Regions from separate parts of the Mus musculus genome. Here all the other regions are linked to region 1. The links are chromatin contacts, called in public Hi-C maps. All regions are on one chromosome and are shown on one strand. Each heading gives the region's core, a stretch centred on a gene start, on an enhancer-like site or on the middle of the called end of the contact. The rest is flanking DNA. Distances are from core to core; before and after follow the strand shown.

Region 1 (4,311 bases), core at 1,289-3,788:
TTGTTTCTTGTAACAAAGGAGACCTTACACTCATCTCCAAGCTAGGATTTCTCAAGGTCGAGTCACTTTGGTTTGTTTGTTTGCTTGTTTTATTATTTTTTTTTAATTTATTTAATATGAGTTCTCTGCTGCATATACATCCGCCTGCCTGAAGAGGGCATCAAATTCCCCTAAAGATGGTTGTGAGCCAACACTCAGTTCCTGGGAATTGAATTCAAGACCTCTGGAAGAGCAGCTAGTGCTCTTAACTCCTGAGCCATCTCACCAGCCCCTTGAGTCACTTTGTTAAAACCCTTAACAAAACTTAGGCCTTCCCTCCCACCCCAACTGCCTGGCCAGCTCTCCCTCCCCAGACCAGCTGCTCTACAAGTCACCCCTCCGTCCTAGCCCCTGGGTGTCATCCAACTCTAGGAGGGGCTGAGCTTGGCCTCCTGACTTGATTTACCTGCTGCTCCAGCGCCCCTGAATCCAAGCAGCAGTGCGTTCTCGGCCCTGGAAGCTCTCGCCAGTGGACAGGTGTTGATCACCGCTCTGTTGCGAACCTTCTTAGCCCTGCATTTGCAATGGCAGACACACTCTCAGGCCCTTTTGCAGTCAGAGCTTTAGCACCAGCCCTGGGGTAACAGCAGGCAAGCTGAGATCCCGGGTGAAACCATGTCAGCTCTCGCTACCTGGTGTGCCTAGCCTTTTGACATTGTGACACTACATTGTCATCTACAAATTTCTTGGGCCATATTTACATTGTGGGCCTGTGGGTCACAGGCTAGACATATCTGCAAGCATGAAGACCAAAGCTGATCTCAGTAACCTACATGCTTCACACAAATTCACTAAGCTCAGCCCAGTCCCTGTGCTGGGCCCCTGAACATCCTGGGTCCTGAACACTCTTGGCTAATCCAAGAATGTGCTTCATCAACAATTAGAACCCAGGGAGCCATAGGCAAACTGCCCCACTATGTGCCACAGGCTGCGGTCAACTCACAGGGTTTCTGTTCCTGCCCCCACCTCCCATGTCACCACAGAAACTCAGGCATACCTGACTTACTCTCCATCTAAAATTTGAATTTAACTGAGTATCTTATGCTATTTTTATCTTGATGTTGGGGATTAGACCTGCTTTACCACAGGACTTCACCGCCACAGCTGTCTCAAGCCTTTGCCATTTTATTTCACAAAAGAAATTTTAAACAGGGGCTGGTGAGATGGCTCAGTGAGTAAGAGCACCCAACTGCTCTTCCGAAGGTCCAGAGTTCAAATCCCAGCAACCACATGGGGGCTCACAACCATCCGTAACAAGATCTGACTCCCTCTTCTGGTGTGCCTGAAGACAGCTACAGTGTATTTACATATAGTAATAAATAAATCTTAAAAAAAAAAAAGAAAAAAGAAATTTTAAACAGATTCTAATGAGGCTTGCACCAAGCCCAAAGTCCAGGACAGAGTGGATAGAACCCAGAGCCCCTCTGTGCACAACCCCTCCCAGAAATCTACTAGCCCAACAGTTACCCAGGGACAGCTTGCCTAGCCAGCCACATGCCAGGTGCAAGTGAAAGAACCTAGTGGGGAACCCCCCACCCGATTCTCGGCATGCACCCAAGAATCACGAACAGACATCTTGATGTAATTACATGAGGACGTTTAATTACGGAGCTCCGGACCAACATGCATCCCACATAGGAGATAACGGATGTCGGCCACGAGGCTCGAAAGCCAGGGGCTTTTATGGGGTAATGGGCTCAGGGGTGTGGAATTCAGCATAGCGACACACTATTGGCTTATTCAAACATTAACAGAAAGAACACAGGGCATCAGGACTTTGTTCCTGTGGGCTGGGGGCTTATCTTTGTTCACATAGCAACCAGTTGATGTATGACTTTACCCGGCGTCAAGGGGCAATAGACAGAGGGGAGATTCTGGCCAGATGGTGTTGACTTAGATAATATAGCCCTGCTGGTCCTTGCATACCTTTTTATCTTTACAGTCAAGATGTTCTTAGGAATGCCTTAATCAACAGCCTACAGTCAAGATGTTCTTAGGAATGCCTTAATCAACAGCCTACAGTCAAGATGTTCTTAGGAATGCCTTAATCAACAGCCCGGCTCTGGCATGCCTGGGGGCTGTTCTGCTTTGTTCTTAGTCCCAGGCTGGGGCCATGGGCTCTTAAACTCACAAGTTACAATATTTTATTTTCCTTCACAAGCCAACCCCCCCAGCCCCCTCAACCCCCCCACCCCCGCATAAGAACTACTTAGCTACTCCAGCTTTCTCCCTGCCCCTCTCCTCCCTCCTCCCCTCACCCTTCTCTCCCTCCACATCTCTCCATCTTTCTCCCTCCATCTCTCTGTCCGTCTCCTATTCTTCTCTTCTCTCCTCTCTCTTCCCATCCTTTTCTGTCCCCCTCCTTTCTCTGTCTCTACCCCTTTCCCAGGTCCCCATCTCTTCCCCCAATAAACTTCCTTTTGTACCAGGCCTGTCGCATGTACTAGGCATGTCCCCTCAGGGGAACGCCTCGGTGGCCTGGGGCCACTGAGCTGCTCCCTCCCACAACCTTATGCCACCTTTGATAAAACACAGCAAAGAGGGCTGGAGAGATGACTCAGCAGTTAAGAGCACCCAGCAACTACACGATGGATGGCTCACAACCATCTGTAATGAGATCTGATGCCCTCTTCTGGGGTGTCTGAAGACAGCTACAGTGTACTTACATATAATAAGTAAATAAATGTTTAAAAAAACACACACACACAACAAAAATTGCAGCAACAGGTGGGAGAAGAACATCTAGAATGTTCCTAAAGCCTGAGTTCCACCTACAGATCTGAGCTTGCATTACAGATACTGGGAGAAAATGCGGTGTGAAAAGGTACTGCCTCTGAGCCACGAAGGCTGGGAAGGGACCCTGGCTGAGAAGTGTCTGAAGGTCCCTTAGGAGAAGCACAACTGCACTGTAGGGTTTTGTTGCCTAGCTGGCTGGAGCTCTAACTCACTGAGATTCACCTGCTTCAGACTCCCAGATGCTGGGATTAAAGGCCACACACTACCACCTTTAAGGTCCATGATGTAATTTGTGATTATCCCTGTGAGAACAGCAAGAACAACTGCCGTGTTTATCCCTGCGTCCTTACTGTCAAGCCCACCCTCCAGCCCCTCCTCCCCTCTCCCGGGCCACTTGGTCCTCCCCACTGGACCCCCAGCCCAAACACCAAGCCATCAAGTAGAGCTGAACAGGGTTGTGACTCAGGACACAGAACATGATGACTAGGTACCCCCCACAAGCTACCCACCTCTCAGCATATCTCAGTGTCGACAAGGTTTCCTCATAACAGATGTCAGCTGGACTTAGGGCTGCAATCTGGAAAGGCCCCGGAGCAGACTTAGGTCATCAGGAGTTTATTACCATCGATGCTATTACAATAGCTAACATTGGGGCTGGGAGAATGACACGGACAGTAGGGTACTTGCTTTGCAAGCATGAGGTACTGAGTTTGATACCAGAACCCATATAAATATGCCACATGTACTGGAGCACACTTGTGAAGCAGAGGCAGGAGGACCCATGGAGCTTACTGGCCAGTGGTCTAATTGGTGAGCTCCAGGCCAACAAGAAGCCCAGTCTCAAAGGAAGTAGATGACATTCCTGAGGATGACCCTCCTGAGGTTGTCTGTCCTTTATACACACACACACAAACACACACACACACATGCACACACAGACACACATGGACATTCCCACCTATGCATACACAGACACCTCATGAACACACGTGCTGATAAAAAAAAAAGAAACTAATATTCACAAAACATTTTATGTAATTGTAGTGGCTATTCCTGGTTGTCAACTTGACTATATCTGGAATTAAAAGAAAATAAAACTTGAGACTTGTGATTCATGTAATGTATGTCAAGTAGCCCAAAGAGTTGTTTGTGAGCTTTAAAACCTGGGGCTGAAAAAATAGCAGAACAGGCCGGGACATGCCCGGGCAGGCCCATCGATACCTGTCCTGACTGGCCTGGTACCTCCCTATCTCCCGCCCTTCTGACAGTCTGTTGATGTTTAAATGGACCAATCATGTGAAACCACGCAAATTCCTCCCCCAGCCCCACCCCTTTTCTATAAAAGTCCCTAGCTTCCAAGCCTCGGGGTCGAAACCACTGTCTCCTGTGTGAGATACTTTTCGAACCGGAGCTCCGCCATTATGGCTCCACCATGTGGTCGACACCTCTGTCTCCTGCGGGAGATACGGGTCGGCCCGGAGCTCCGTCATTAATCTACCTCATGCTTTTACATCAAGATGGTTGTCTGTTCGTGAT
Region 2 (4,029 bases), core at 1,255-3,754, 65 kb before region 1:
CCGAGGCTAGTCTCAAACTCCCTGTGTAGCCAAGGTAGGCCTCGAACTACTTATCCTTCTGTTTCTGTCTCACATGTGCTGCAATTCCAAGCATGGACTGCCGGCTTAAACCAGTTCCTGGTGATTTACTGTATTTTGTGTAACTGAAATTTTTTTCTTTTTATATTTTTCTGTACTTGTGTGCATATGAGGTGTGTGTGTGAGTGTGTGTGTGTGTGTGTGTGTGTGTGTGTGTGTGTGTAAGCCAGAAGACAACCTCAGTTGTTGTTACGCAGGAGCCATCTGCTTGTTTTGTGAGACCAGGTCTCTCTGGTCTAAGACCTGCTAGGCTAGCTTGGCTGGCCAGTGACCATCACAGATCTGCCTACCTTGCCCTCCCCAGTGCTGGGATTACACGTGTGCTACAATGTAGCATTTTAAACACTGGTCCTGGGGATCAAATTCAGGTCCTTGTGTGTGCAAGGCAAGGACTACACCTGCTGAGCCATTTCCCCAGCCCCCAAACATTTTGTCTTTCCATTTTTAATTAAAAATTTTAATATAAGCAAATTGCAAATAATAATAATAATAAAAGCACATGGCAAAAACATTTTCAAGAACTTTGAGGGAGAACTCTGAGGCTTCTCCCTCAAAGATCAAGGCAGGTTCTATTTTTTTTTTTTTTTTTTTTTTTTTTTTTTTTTAAAGATTTATTTATTTATTATATGTAAGTACACTGTAGCTGTCTTCAGACACTCCAGAAGAGGGAGTCAGATCTCATTACGGATGGTTGTGAGCCACCATGTGGTTGCTGGGATTTGAACTCCGGACCTTTGGAAGAACAGTCGGGTGCTCTTACCCACTGAGCCATCTCACCAGCCCCGAGGCAGGTTCTATTTTTAAAAGGCCCAGATCAGAATAACTTCAGGTCTTCCTCTGGCTGGGAGAGAGAAGACTTGACACTCTGCTGGTTTCTATGGCAACCATCAACCGCTAAGATAATGTCAATAAAAGAACTAGGGGGCTTGGTGATTTTGCCACTTTGTTAGGTACAGCCAGATCATAGTTAATTTACTCTGAAAGCAAATGCATAGCCCACTCAACCAACCTTTGTTGTGTCTCCAGTTTTGAGGGGAGTGGGGGGGGGCAGGTTAGCAGGAGGGGTCAAGCTGGACCTCTCTCTCATCTTCATGGGATCTGCAGGTGCATTTCTCGCCACTCTGAAGAGATTAGTTGGTGACCTGCTTCCTGTTACACAGGTTGTGCCTTCATGATTCCAGAGGGCGGTGATCAAATAGCTCTGTGAGTTTGTTTTCCGTGAAAGCTCAGAGTGGCAGGCACGCATCATGCGTGCTTTCCCACACTGAAGTGGATTCCACAGCCCAGGCATTGAATGAGGGCTTCCTCTCAGGCATTCGTGCCACAGGCTGCAGGCTCCAGGTTTGAGACAAGGACGCAGAAGTGTCTGTGCATCACCCGTCTTCTCATATCATCCCCTAAGAAACAGATCTCTCAGAAACATCTGGCCTTATGATCACTCCTTGTACAGGGCCCTTTGATAAGGAACCACAGGGCCACCTTCTCCCTTTATCTGAAACAGTTTTTGGGATGGTCAGCTGAGGATTTTTTACAACACATTTAGAAATCAGGACTGGCAGGGCAACTGTGGCACACATCTCTAATCCCAGCACTCAGGAGGCTGAAGGAGAAGCAGGCAGATCTCTGTGAGTTCAAGGCCTGCCTGGTCTACAGAATGAGTTCCAGGACAGCCAGAGATATACAGAGAAACCCTGTCTAGAAAAAATAAAAGAATAAAAAGCAACAACAACAAAGAGGGGATTCAGAACGAGAGGGATGCTGTTAGCATTCTGTCTAAGCTCCACCCCACAGTTACCTGGCAATAGCCAGGTAGCCCTGACCCTCTATAAAAGGGGATGCTTGCCCCCTCCTCTCTCTCTTGCTCCTCTCTTGTTTCTCTCTTGCTCTTTCACTGCTTCCACGTGCTCACGGCTGGCCTCTACTCCTCTACTCTCTCCCTCTCTCTGCCTTTCCCTGACTCTACCACCCTCTTAACTCCCCTCCCCATGCCCTGAATAAACTCGATTCTATACTATACCATCTTGTGGCTGGTCACTCAGGGAGGAAGGGGTGCCTTGGCATGGGCCCGAGGAGGCACCCCTCCCCCCATACCTCACTACACTTCCATAGAACATATCTCTCCTCTCTTTATCTTTTTATAAACACATCAGATGTAGCTCAAGTTCACAGTCAGAGCTTGCGTAGCATTTGCAGAGCCCTGGGTTTGATGCTATGCACATCTCCGGGCATGGTGATACACAGCTACCCCAGCAGTTGGGGGAAGGGAAGGAGGATCCGACATCAAAGTCATTCTTGGTGAGTTCAATGCCAAGCTGTGTTATAGGAGACCCTGTCTCAAAAACAAACAACAAGCCTCTCTCCAAAGGCAGCACTAGAGCACCTCCCGAGAGCAGGGTGGCCTTGTTGGAGGAAGTACATCAGTGTCTACAACCCCACCCCACTTCCTCAGCTTCCTGTTCCTGCCGCTGCCAGATAACCCTCTGGAAACATCAGCCCCAAAGCAAGCAACAAAATCCCTCGCTCTTCTATAACTGGCTCTTGGTGGCAGCATTTTATTACAGCCACAGAAAAGTAACCAACAGGCAGAAGAAAGGTTTTCCACTCACTCTGTTGTGTAGGTGACTGTGTCCGTTCCTTCCCCATTAGCAGCCATGGGGCCACTGTTCCCAGGAACATTTCGGGAAGAACTGGTTGATGTTCTCCAACATCAGCCTGACGGGTGGATGTGTCAAGGTCTGTGCTTTTTCTGTCCCTTTGTCTGGCACAGAGATTTGTTTGTTCGGTGCCGACTGTGTGCTGAACTCAGTGCTAGGCAACATGTCCCTTGGCCTCCTGAAATCTGAAATTTTGTGGCAACAAGGCCAACAAACATCCTTCCTAAAGAATACAAGCAGGGTACACGTTTGGGCTGTGTCTGTTGGTAGCAAAGGCTGCAGGAGTTAAGAAGGGGAAACCAACATTAGCTGAGACCCTCTGTGTTCCAGGACCTGGTGAAAACTGTTACCTGCCTTAAGTTCATATCAGATCTATGAGGTTGTACATAGAAGAACGGAATTCAGAAACATCCCACAGGCACACACTTAGAAAGTGGCTGAGTCAGAAAGTGAACTCAGACTTTACCCAGCCCTAATTCCTGCAAAATACATCCTTCCCAACAAAGCAAGAATTAACTCTTCCTTCTGGGAAAAAGCAGGAGGTCGGAGTCTGTGAGTGGCATGTCCAAGGTCACTGCCGTAGCCAGGTGAGCTGGTGCCAACCATAAGCCTGCCATCTTCTGCTCTCAGGCATTTTCTTAGCTCATTTGCAGCCTGTTCCCCACACTTTTCCTTCCTTGTGCCAGATGGTGGCTGACACCACTTATATCATCCATGAAGTGGCATCATGACTGTCACTTTCAAAAGGGGGGGGGTGAAGCTTCTTGCTTCTGAGGTCCTTACAGACTCTGAAACTCAGGCCACCGCTTTGCCTCGCTGTGGCTGTGAAAGTATAACAACGTAAAAACAGAATTCTAGGCCTTTAGGCCCAGGCTTGGGAATGTGGCCTTTGTAAAGGTATGCTAATCATAAAAGAGATAGCGACATTCCTCCACCCACCCGCTTCCTGGGTTCAAAGAGCGCTCATTCAAAGAAAGTCACCCTGACCATTACCAGAACCTGCAATGCAAATGTGCTATTGTTAGAGGCTCTTAGAAGCTGTCTTGAGAGTTAACAATTACCAGGTATTCCTTGTGACTCTTGTAACTTTACACTTCCTTGTGACTCTTAACTGGTATCTTTGGTATCTTCCAACAACGTCCTCCCCACTTCCTTGAGTTTCGGTTTCTTCCTTTAAATACCCCCTTACCCAGCTACTCGGGGCGCCACGGTCCTCTACCCCTGCGTGGTGTATGACCATGGGCCCGAGAGCGCTCTTGAATAAAAATCCTCTTGCAATTTGCAGCAAGACCCGTTT
Region 3 (4,050 bases), core at 1,386-3,885, 87 kb before region 1:
ACTTACTGAGTGTCTGTTATGTCCTGAGAGCCTCAGGAGAGCATCCTGAGTAAGGAGTGGTTGCCACTGTGCAGGTGTTTAGGGCAGGTAAACCCATACTCTGACGAATGAAGCAGACTACCACGTGTATGCGTACTCTCAGGCCGTGCGCTTAGGTGTATGGAATGTGTTCCTCTCGTGGGCTCATTCTAGAATGCTTCATGGGCTCATGAAGCAGAAATCCAGTCATACCCTAAAGAGACAAATGTCTAGTGTTGTTTAATTCTGTCACCAGGTGGCCATTCCTCATTTGCGGTACAGTGATCTAATGTTTAGGAGGCCTTCCTTTGACTTTTTATATTCGAGGCAACATCTTTTTTTAAAAATCATGAATTATAGTTTTTTAGCAAGTGACCGTTATGTTCTGTTTTCCTGTCGGGATCGTTTGGAAGGAAGGAGAAAACTGGCTTTGCAGGTGTTACTGGCTGGCACAGTACCTTCCTTTGTGTCTCTGCTTATTTATTTGGAGTGTGAACTTAAGGAGCTTTTTTATGAATTGAGCGTGCGCTGCTGAGCCTGCATTCCTTCATCCCACCGCTGCCTATTTAATTAGATGCTTAGTGTTTGGATTTTATACCATTTCAGCTCCGTGTATTTTTAGACTTATTTTGAAATTGACTTTTTATTTTCACTTATAATACTGCGTGGCTTATCTCTTATGTCACCATAAACTGTAATATTTTCGATGGGTATAGATCAGAGTTATTTATTTAGAAGTATACAGAATGCTGAAATTTAGATTCGTTATACCTAAGGCTGATTTTATTAGAAGATTATTTTAATGTCCTACTATAAACTTTAAGACTTTGTATTCATATCATATGTAACATAGGTCCCATCATCCTGGAACAGTGGTTCTATAGGAGCCACGAGCGAGGTCATCTGTGCAGGCTCCTCTCGATACACAGACATTTCACCCTCATGATTTCTAGCTGCGGGGATTTGATGATCTTTGTTTCTGCCAATTTTATGTCAAGAAAAGTTCAAATCTCCCTCCTGTTCACCTCTTTTCGGTCACTCAGAGTCCCGTGTGATCTCTGATGTTGTATTTGCCTCTCAGCCACCTTGGCCACATTTCCAAAACCCTGGGTTTCCTGGGAGAATCCAGTAAAAGAAAGGGCTGAAATGATACCTGGCTAACCAGTGACCCAGTTGTGTATCCAAGGAGCCGGTGCTCACCACTCGGGGAACCAGAGTGATCGGGAGCAGACTGACCTCGTGACCTAAAGTGGGTGTGAACTCTCACCTAGAAAACCTAGGGTACCTTTGAAACCTGTAATGGTCATTTATTGCATGAATTGGAGTATCCCCCTGCAGGTGAGAGGATGCTATCCTACGTACAAGCATCAGACAACTATGCTGAAATGTCACTCCTCCTCTCATTTGAAAGTACTGACAACTATTTATACCTAGAGTTCTGAAGAACTGTATTTGAGGGTGTCAAATCAAGCTTGTAATTTAAAATCTACACCAACAAAATGTCTCCGAGAATTTATTTGAACCCTTTGGGTGTTGGGGGACGTGCTTGAAAGCAAACTATAATGCCAGAGGTCGGGCCAGTCCCTGAAGGAGATGCCAGCTATTTGGAGCAAGTCTTTTTTTTTTTTAATTACATTCACATATTTTGGGGAGGGACCACAATTGTGCCACAGTGTCCATGTGGAGGTCAGAAGAACACTTAACGGAGTCGCTTCTCTCCTTCCACCATTAGGGTCCAGAGGCTCAAACTCAGGTCATGCGCTTGAGAGCAAGCGCTTTCTCCCACTGAGCCATCTTATCACCTCTATTTTGAGGACATCGTAACGTCCCTAAGTAACAGTTCTCAGCTTTTAAAATACCTCTCTGCCTGACTAGTAACCAGGCTCCACTCTCAAGTGCTGCATCCTTTTAGACTTGAAAATCAAGTCCAGAGTCTGATTTTATCAGTCTGTGAATTGGGGTGTGAGAGGTGCTGAGGAGCTGAAGTTTGAAGGTCAGGCTTATTTTGCAAGGGCAGATGTGATTTGGGTCTCCTGAATGGCAGGACAACATAGCCTAAGGGGAGCAGTGAGGAAGGACTGGGTGGGGCCAGGGTGGGGCGGTGGGTGTTGAACAGAGGGAAAATGGAGACCAAAGAAGCCTTCGGCTGGTGACCTCCTTTCCTGACACTGGCCTTTGTGACACTCACTCCCCATACATAGGCGGGTTATTTTTCATTATTAGCATCTATTAATACTGGGTTTCATTATGACACTTGCATACGTGTAGATAATGCATTTTGAGCATCTTCATTACCTGGTACACTCTTGTTCCCCTCCGTCCCTGCTCATCCCCTTCGAGAGGCTGGGTTCTTCATCCTACTGCTAGCAGGCAGACCTCTGTAAGCTCTCATTGCTTTGGGCACAGTTGATCTTGTGTGGCGTTTGTAGTATTTTGACATTGATGCATTCTGTGTCTGAATAAGCACATGTACATCTCTAAGCCACAGGTTTGGTGATGCTCGGCTCCACTACACTTCTGTTTCCCTCACATGACCTGCACCTGCAGAGACTGTACGAGTGCCTCTGGGGCTTTTGGACTTTAATAGCAATGTAGTAAGCTGGGCGTGGCTTTGTGTCTGGTGCTGAGCAGCTCGTGTTTGCTGCCTTCTGCCCCCTTACACACATCAGATTGCCAGCCCTGTAAGCACAGTGAGAGGGCTGGGGGCCCCACTCGGCTTAAAGAGCTTGCGTCTGATAAGGGAATGTATTTGTAAAGAAGGAACCAAAAAGAAACTAGGTAACAACGTGCTACCTAGAGGATTGGAAATTCAAGTTCTTTCATTCTGCACTGTTGGGAATAAAGGAACTCACAGCAGCTGATAGGAAAGTCAAGCAGCCATCTTTCCTGACTGCCAAAGGTCTGGTGGTTACTATGTAACCAGTACTGCATCACAGCCGCTGTGAGCACTGCTCAGTTGGTAGCAGGCAGGTTTCTAGCAGTGGGAATCATCTCAGCCAAAGCTTGCTGTTCAAAACAGAAGGGTTCAGGCTGGTGCTTGTTTGCCCCTTGTGCACAAGACAGTGTCAGATAAATAAGTAAAGTCTTAATTGCCCTGAATTGAAAACCACCTCACAAGGAAAACTAGGGCTAGAGAGTGTTGCCAGTCAATATGGCAGTCATTTAAGAAGTACTCAGGGCACAAAATGCTCTTAAAAAAAAAAAAAGTACTGCTGGCCCATTTTATGAGACCAATAGTGAAACAAGATAAAGACAGTGAGAAAACCAAGAAGCTAAAGTCACTATTGCTAGTCCACCACTATGTCCAAAATCTTTTAAAGAAAATAGTTGCTAGGACAGAGTCAGAGAGGCAGGGACAGCTCAGCCAGTAAAGCACCTGCCTGGCCAGTAAATACAAGGACCTCAGGATCCCACGTGAAAACGCACTTGCAGTCTCTGTGTAGGAAAGTAGAGGCAGGAGGATGCCCACGTCTCCTGGCCAGCCAGCCTAGTTGGTTATTCCCAGACCAGCCAGAGATTGTCGCCTGTGTTTTTGAAGGTGACAACCTAGGCTGGGTTACACATTGAGACCTTGTCTCAAGAAACCAAACCGAGTATATGGCTCAGTAATAGACTGTTGGCCATTCACAGAGCCAATTGTTCATAGAGGTAACAGACATGATTCAAATTCAAATTGCAGCAATTTTTAGAAATTGACAGTTTAAAATGCTTGAGAGACAGCTGACCTAGAAGATGGTTGGAGGCCCTTTGCCTGTTTTTCAACGTTTTGTTCTACAGCAGTCAGACTGGTGTCTAGGGAGACCTAAAGGCCACATGAGCACACCCAAGTGATCCACAAAGGAGCCAGGCCCTTTCAACAAATAACACTGTCAAAATTGCACGTCTAGTCGTGAAACTAATTAGCATAAACAATTAAATCTGAAATGAATAGGCTTCAGGCCTGGAACCTAAAACTATAGGGTCACTAGAAGAACCCAGGATTAGCTTGGTAACTTTTGTATAAAAAGGGATTTCTTAGAGCACAGTAAGAGA

The links. Hi-C and Micro-C count contacts between places; a contact is called where the count stands out from the background.
Region 2: a contact with region 1 is called in a Hi-C map of the G1E-ER4 cell line, with 4 times the contacts expected there. The contact joins two enhancer-like sites. A contact is called at or near these places in 2 of 15 datasets of contacts at CTCF or cohesin (the G1E-ER4 cell line and embryonic stem cells), 15 of 484 Hi-C or Micro-C datasets (the CH12 cell line, the G1E-ER4 cell line, MC3T3-E1-derived osteoblasts and 6 more), 2 of 115 datasets of contacts at active chromatin or transcription factors (both in embryonic stem cells) and 1 of 9 other capture datasets (embryonic stem cells).
Region 3: a contact with region 1 is called in a Hi-C map of the G1E-ER4 cell line, with 2.2 times the contacts expected there. The contact joins two enhancer-like sites. A contact is called at or near these places in 7 of 484 Hi-C or Micro-C datasets (the CH12 cell line, the G1E-ER4 cell line, cochlea and 2 more), 1 of 115 datasets of contacts at active chromatin or transcription factors (embryonic stem cells) and 2 of 9 other capture datasets (adipose tissue and embryonic stem cells).

What each region holds. Positions count from the first base shown.
Region 1 is chr1:179,713,428-179,717,738 of GRCm38.p6, forward strand. It overlaps Kif28 (kinesin family member 28), which reads right to left. Exons shown (of 23, transcript NM_001370897.1): 8 at 3,285-3,352; 9 at 446-552. Among named protein-coding and RNA genes, the nearest start is that of Kif28, 30 kb to the right of the region's middle. Within about 2 kb of position 2,539, at least 11 of the 459 cell types and tissues checked have an H3K27ac peak or open chromatin away from gene starts, as enhancers often do. A contact at or near this core is called in the G1E-ER4 cell line, where this site is marked.
Region 2 is chr1:179,647,982-179,652,010 of GRCm38.p6, forward strand. No RefSeq gene overlaps it. Among named protein-coding and RNA genes, the nearest start is that of Sccpdh, 18 kb to the right of the region's middle. Within about 2 kb of position 2,505, at least 25 of the 459 cell types and tissues checked have an H3K27ac peak or open chromatin away from gene starts, as enhancers often do. A contact at or near this core is called in the G1E-ER4 cell line, where this site is marked.
Region 3 is chr1:179,625,961-179,630,010 of GRCm38.p6, forward strand. Cnst (consortin, connexin sorting protein) reads left to right here. Exons shown (of 11, transcript NM_146105.3): 11 at 1-1,513. Among named protein-coding and RNA genes, the nearest start is that of Sccpdh, 40 kb to the right of the region's middle. Within about 2 kb of position 2,636, at least 21 of the 459 cell types and tissues checked have an H3K27ac peak or open chromatin away from gene starts, as enhancers often do. A contact at or near this core is called in the G1E-ER4 cell line, where this site is marked.